Regions from separate parts of the Sus scrofa genome. Here region 1 is linked to region 2. Evidence: chromatin contacts called from public Hi-C data. All regions are on one chromosome and are shown on one strand. Each heading gives the region's core, a stretch centred on a gene start, on an enhancer-like site or on the middle of the called end of the contact. The rest is flanking DNA. Distances are from core to core; before and after follow the strand shown. Region 1 overlaps LOC110257407 (a long non-coding RNA gene). Region 2 holds the start of CHD6 (chromodomain-helicase-DNA-binding protein 6).

Region 1 (2,700 bases), core at 67-2,566, 66 kb before region 2:
TCTCTCAATAGATATTTAATCTGAAAATACTGCCTGGCCTCATGTCCTGCATCACAGAGAGAGAGAAAACAAGTTCCCGAGAGGAGGCATTCCCTGTCTCATGGTAGAGCTTGGTAAGCAAACCCATAATTAAAAAGCCAGGGTACCAGAAGTGAGTTGAGAGTGTACAGAGGGAACAGCACAAAGGAGGTGATATTCTGGCCAAGCCAGGGAAGATGAATAGAATTTTGTCTGTTCAGCAAGCATACTGAAGAAGGCATGAGAAGCAGAGGAAACAGCATTTGCCAAAAAGGGAGACTAGGAAGCAAAGTCTAGTTCTGAAGGTCCTTGAGCACTAGGCCTAAGGAGTCTGACTTGTAGGGGACGCCAAGCCTCTAAAGGGAGTAAAATAATATTTGAGCTACGAAAAGATTTCTATATAACCAGTATGGGATGGCTTAGAAGAAAGATAACTGGAGAAAGGAAGGCCAACCTCAATTTGCTCCAGTCTCTCCCTACCTCACTATCCTCCAGTCACAGGAAATTCTCAGTTCCTTGACTAATAAAATACTAACTTGTTTCCCACTTCAGGGCCTTTGCACTTGCTGTTGCCTCTGCCTGGATTATTCTTCTCCTGGAGCTTTTTTATCAGCTTTCAGGTCTTAAACCAAACATTTCTTCCTTTCCCTAATCTCTCCATTTCACTTATGGCTCCCTCCATTATTCTATCTTTAACAATCAGTTTCTTTTTTCTATTCACTACAATTTGAAATTTTATTCTTATTTATGTTATATAATCAATGTCTGTCTCCTGACCCCTCCCCTATTAGACTGTAAACTCCACGAGGGTGGAGTCATGTCTGGCCCATTCAACACTGCATCCCCAGCACCCAGCACCCAGCACCAAGCACAATGTCTGGCACTCAGCACACTCTCAATAAATGCAGGATAGATGAGACTGTCCAAATAGCCAGAATAACGGTGGTTAAGGGAGTAGAAGAGAAACTAAGAAAAGGAGACTACCATCACACGACGTGGACATCACGTTTGAGACAACAATCAGATTTAGTTTCGATTGTACTGAGTTCCGACTACACTACTAGCTATATAGTCTTCATCCACCCTCAGTTTTCCAACCCGTAAAATGAGGGCAATACCCCTGCAGCTAAGCAGAACAAATGTCCCGCCAAGGCAGAAACAATAGGGTTAGGGGACAGCCGTGACAGCCCCGAAGACCAGCTACCCACTGAAAAGAGCTGGAAGAACAGCTGTCGCTCCCTAGGGGCGGAAGTCACTGCCCGATGCAAGTCCTGGCATAAAATGGATCCCCCGTATACGCAGCGCCATGATTCTTTGCACCCTCACAATGCATCCGATGAGCAGCAAGAGCCGGGGGGTAATTTGGGGCCGTTATCGTTCCTTTCTTTTAAAATAGGGTGCCCCATTTCTCAACAAATTTCTCTAAAAATTGCTTAATCAAAATCTATGCTTGGAGAACTCCAGGACTACGGGATTGAAGGGAAATTCCCGTTTGGGACAACTCGGAGGTAGATGAGTGGATGCTCCGACGCAGCGCCACCTGCTGGCGGGGAGGAGCCAGTGTGGAAGATCTGCCGCGCCCCTCCTCTTCCCACTAGTTCCCGTTGCACTCCAACCCGCAGGACTGGGAGAGACGCGGCCGGACGCGGAGGCCCTCGAGTTACTGCATTTCCCAGAGACCTCTGCCCAAAAGGAGGGGCCGCGGCGGCTTGGTTTCCCCGCCTCCACAGAGCGGGATGTTTTAATCCTGGAGGTATCTGTCCTCCTGGCGCCTGCTGAGGTCCACGTGAATACTGGACAAGCCCAGCACTGCCTCCAGAAATCACCGGGAAGAAATCAGGGCGAAGTAATCAGGGCCGCAAGACCCTATGGGAAAAGTAGTTTCCAAAAATATTTCTGGGAAATAGTGGAAGGGAGGCTGCAAGGTTTGATAGCCAATTAGGGCCGGACTCGGGGGTTGTCACGTGACCTGCGCAGTCCGCTGCCCAGGGGCTTCAGCTCGGGCTTTGGCTTCGCCTGCGCTGCGGGAGGGTGGAGTGCCCTGCTGTGGTCTGAGCTGCTGCCGCCGCCTCGACTCCTCAACTGGTCTTCTCTTTCCCTGAGCAGCCCTTGCTGGCCAATCACAGCACCGACCGTATATTTGCATGTATTTGAACTTGGCTTTGCAGGACCTCGCCAACCTTTTCTCCTACCTTGGCCTCTGCAGCAGCCAAATTGAGGAGTTCGACTTGCTTCAAAGTTTTGCTGGATAAATCATTCATCAGTTGTTGGTGCGCCTCATCTTTAGGGACCTTTTTCACGCTCTGTTCTCATTTGGCTACTTTGTCTTCATCCATCACCTTGCCGCCTCAAAAACTTAAGTCCCGGAACCCATCTTTTTTAAGAACCCATCTCTTTTTCGGTATCGGCCTCCTCTAATTTCATATACCTCAAAGACTCAAATGAATGTTAAGTAACACATAAGGAATGAAATAGGAAATAGAAAAAAGCGTGGCAAAGACGCTAAATTGCTATAAGTTAAAAGTTTTAAAGGAACTCAGCAAGTTAAAGTTTTTTAAAAAGCATGCTGTTGGAAAGAGTACGTGTTTCTGATAGAAAAACAGCCGTTGGCTGTGTTTTGCTAGGCTTCCAGAAAAATTAAAAGATTATACCACCAAAAGTCCCTTGAGAAGTGGCAGGTGT
Region 2 (2,700 bases), core at 72-2,571:
CATCCCCCTCTGCCTCCATTTATTTATAGTATTTATCACTCCCTCTCCCCTTGTATTTATTCATTGTCTTTTTTTTTTTTTATGTATGTATGTATGTATGTATGTCTGTCTGACTTTTTGCCATTTCTTGGGCCGCTCCTGCGGCATATGGAGGTTCCCAGGCTAGGGGTCAAATCGGAGCTGTAGCCGCTGGCCTACGCCAGAGCCACAGCAACGCAGGATCCGAGCTGCATCTGCAACCTACACCACAGCTCACTGCAATGCCGAATCCTTAACCCACTGAGCAAGGCCAGGGATCAAACCCACAACCTCATGGTTCCTAGTCGGATTCGTTAACCACTGAGCCACGATGGGAACTCCCTTATTCATTGTCTTTATTTCCCCTTAGCATGCCCATTCCACAAGAGCAAAGCCTTTGTCTTATTGACCACTGTGTCTCCTGAGATCAATGCCTGGCATTTAGTGGGTATTCAGAAATAAGCTACTAACGAATGAATTAAAGAATATTAAACAGTTAGTTGAATCTCTGCCATATGCTGGGCCCTGTCCTTGAGGATGCTACAAGGATGGTGAAGGAGACAGGCCTGAACTAAACACAGCGTAGCTCGTAGCTCGACATCTGATTTTACAGAAGACTCCCGGGGGTGAAAACTCCCGGGATGTGCGGGGCGGGGGGTCTGGGGGAAGGTCCTTGGAAAGAAGCCCGTTTGCCAGGAGTGCTGGGGAGCCAGAAGGAGAGGAAAAGATGCGGCTGGAAACAGAGGCCGGGACTCCTTGGCTCTCCGCCTGGATTCTCGGCATCTTCTCCTGACCTACGGGACCTCGGCCCCAGCAGAATCTCTGTCGCGGGACCCCAGTCACATCCGCTCTCTGTCTCTGAGAGGCCAGCCTGGGTGTTCCACATGGCTAGCCCGCTACCTGAGAGACCACCTGCGGGTTGAACCTCCGCCCCCCTGGGCTCGCTCTGGGTTCCGCCCCCTGCCTGCCGTCTGCATTGGGCAGGACCCCCGCCCCGCCCCCTCAGCCCTCAGGACCCCGGCCCCGCCCCGCCCCCGCGGCCCCGCCACTGGGTCCCGGGGGCGGGGCCGCGCGCAGCGGCGTCTCCAAGGCGGGGGGGCGCGAGGCAGGGGGCGGGGCTTCCCCGGTGCGGGCCAATCAGCGCCGCGATCACATCCATGCAAATACGAGCACAATGGAGCGAGCCCATCACTCGCCCCTGCAAGCAAGCTTGAAATGGGCTTTTATCTGAGCAGCAGCCAGGCTGACCAATGACTCTGTGTTTTGGGCCGGCGAAGCCCAATGGCGTAGCAGGGAAGGCGGGCTCGAGCCGGGTTAGGGTGTCCTTGCAGGGTGTCTGAGCTAAACTTCACCAAATAATAGCTGTTTGTATTTTGGCTGCTGCAGGAGCCATTTTAGGTAAGTTCTTCTCTTAACTTTTTATTTTCCTCCCTGGCCTCGGCGGGCGGGCCTTGTCCGCGGGTCCCCGGCCCCGCCCCGCCGGCCGGGCTGGGGTGCCCCTATGAATGAAGCCAGGATGAGGGGCTGCGGCGGCGCCGAGGCCCGACCGGGCCGGGGTCCGAGCGGGGCCGGCGGCGGGCGGCCTGGCGGAGGGCAGGCGGCGGCCTGAGGCCTGAGGCAAGCGGCCAGCCTCCGCCGCGTTCCGCTCCGGCTCACGCTCAGGCCGCGCTCTGGCCGGGCTGCCGTCCTTGGGAGTGCGCCGCCGCGGGCCCCGCGGAGGGGCGGGGGTCCGGGCAGCCCCCGGCCCCGGGCCAGGCGTGCGGGGGCGGGGCGTGCGGAGGGCTCCCCATCCCCCCAACTCCTTGGGGCCGGCCCGAGGAGGGGGACCCCCCCACCTCAGCCAGGTCGGGCAGCGGCTGGGGGTGGCCGCTCTTCCCGCCGCCGTCGCCCCCGCGGAGAAGTTGCTCTATTGCCGTCCTGCGTCTGTTTGCAGGGGTGGAGGAGGGTGGGCTGGTGCCAGGCTGCTGCTCCGGGAGGGGCCGGGGGCCCCGGCGCGTCCTCGGAGCGCGCACCCCCTCCGCCCCCTTCTTACGCGCTAGCGCGCACTCGTCCCGAAAATTGGAACCCTGGAGGTGTCCAGCAACCCCGCAGCCAAGTTTTGTGCATTATTAGATTGCATGTTTGAGCTTACAAAAAAGGAACCTGGCCCCTTCATGGTATTTATTTCCTTCGCTGTTGAGAAGTGACGGAGTCTGTTGCTCCCAAATTTCCAGGGACATGCTTGTCAGATGTGCAGAGGGTTAGCAGCTACTTGGTTTTAAAAAGGACGCTATTAGGAAATCCCCTCACTAGTGAGATAATTGAAATTTGAGTTTGTTTGCAGCTTCAGTTTTATTTGATCCAATTAAAAATGCATAAGCAGACACTTACATTTGTGTACATAAAGTGTTCCTAGTTCCAGTTATGAGTGATGTGACTGTGGTTTCGGTAGTGTGTGATTTAATAAAGCAGTGTAATTCAATTTTGGACCTGTAGGCCCATGTTCTCCAAATTAGGGTTTATGGACTATTAGTAATCTGGCCAAGTTTTCTAGTGAATCCTTGGCATCTTTGGGGCTGTATATGCGCCTTACTCCCCACCCCCTCAACACTGCTTATTTCTGGTGTAGCAGATCCACGAATAGAGAAAATACTCATTGAATTTTTTTTTTAACAATTTTCAGAGTGTCTGCAATATTGACTG

Evidence for each region. A called contact is a pair of places that touch in the nucleus more often than the background predicts.
Region 1: a contact with region 2 is called in a Hi-C map of liver, with 7 times the contacts expected there. The contact joins the enhancer-like site here to the promoter of CHD6 in region 2. A contact is called at or near these places in 4 of 47 Hi-C or Micro-C datasets (fetal skeletal muscle, heart right ventricle, liver and 1 more) and 1 of 2 datasets of contacts at active chromatin or transcription factors (alveolar macrophages).

The regions. Positions count from the first base shown.
Region 1 is chr17:44,330,032-44,332,731 of Sscrofa11.1, reverse strand. It overlaps LOC110257407 (a long non-coding RNA gene), which reads right to left. Exons shown (of 4, transcript XR_002339966.1): 1 at 1,003-2,700; 2 at 1-46. Among named protein-coding and RNA genes, the nearest start is that of CHD6, 66 kb to the right of the region's middle. Within about 2 kb of position 1,316, at least 57 of the 83 cell types and tissues checked have an H3K27ac peak or open chromatin away from gene starts, as enhancers often do. A contact at or near this core is called in alveolar macrophages, fetal skeletal muscle, liver and 1 more, where this site is marked.
Region 2 is chr17:44,264,093-44,266,792 of Sscrofa11.1, reverse strand. It overlaps CHD6 (chromodomain-helicase-DNA-binding protein 6), which reads left to right and starts at 1,321. Exons shown (of 37, transcript XM_021077872.1): 1 at 1,321-1,416.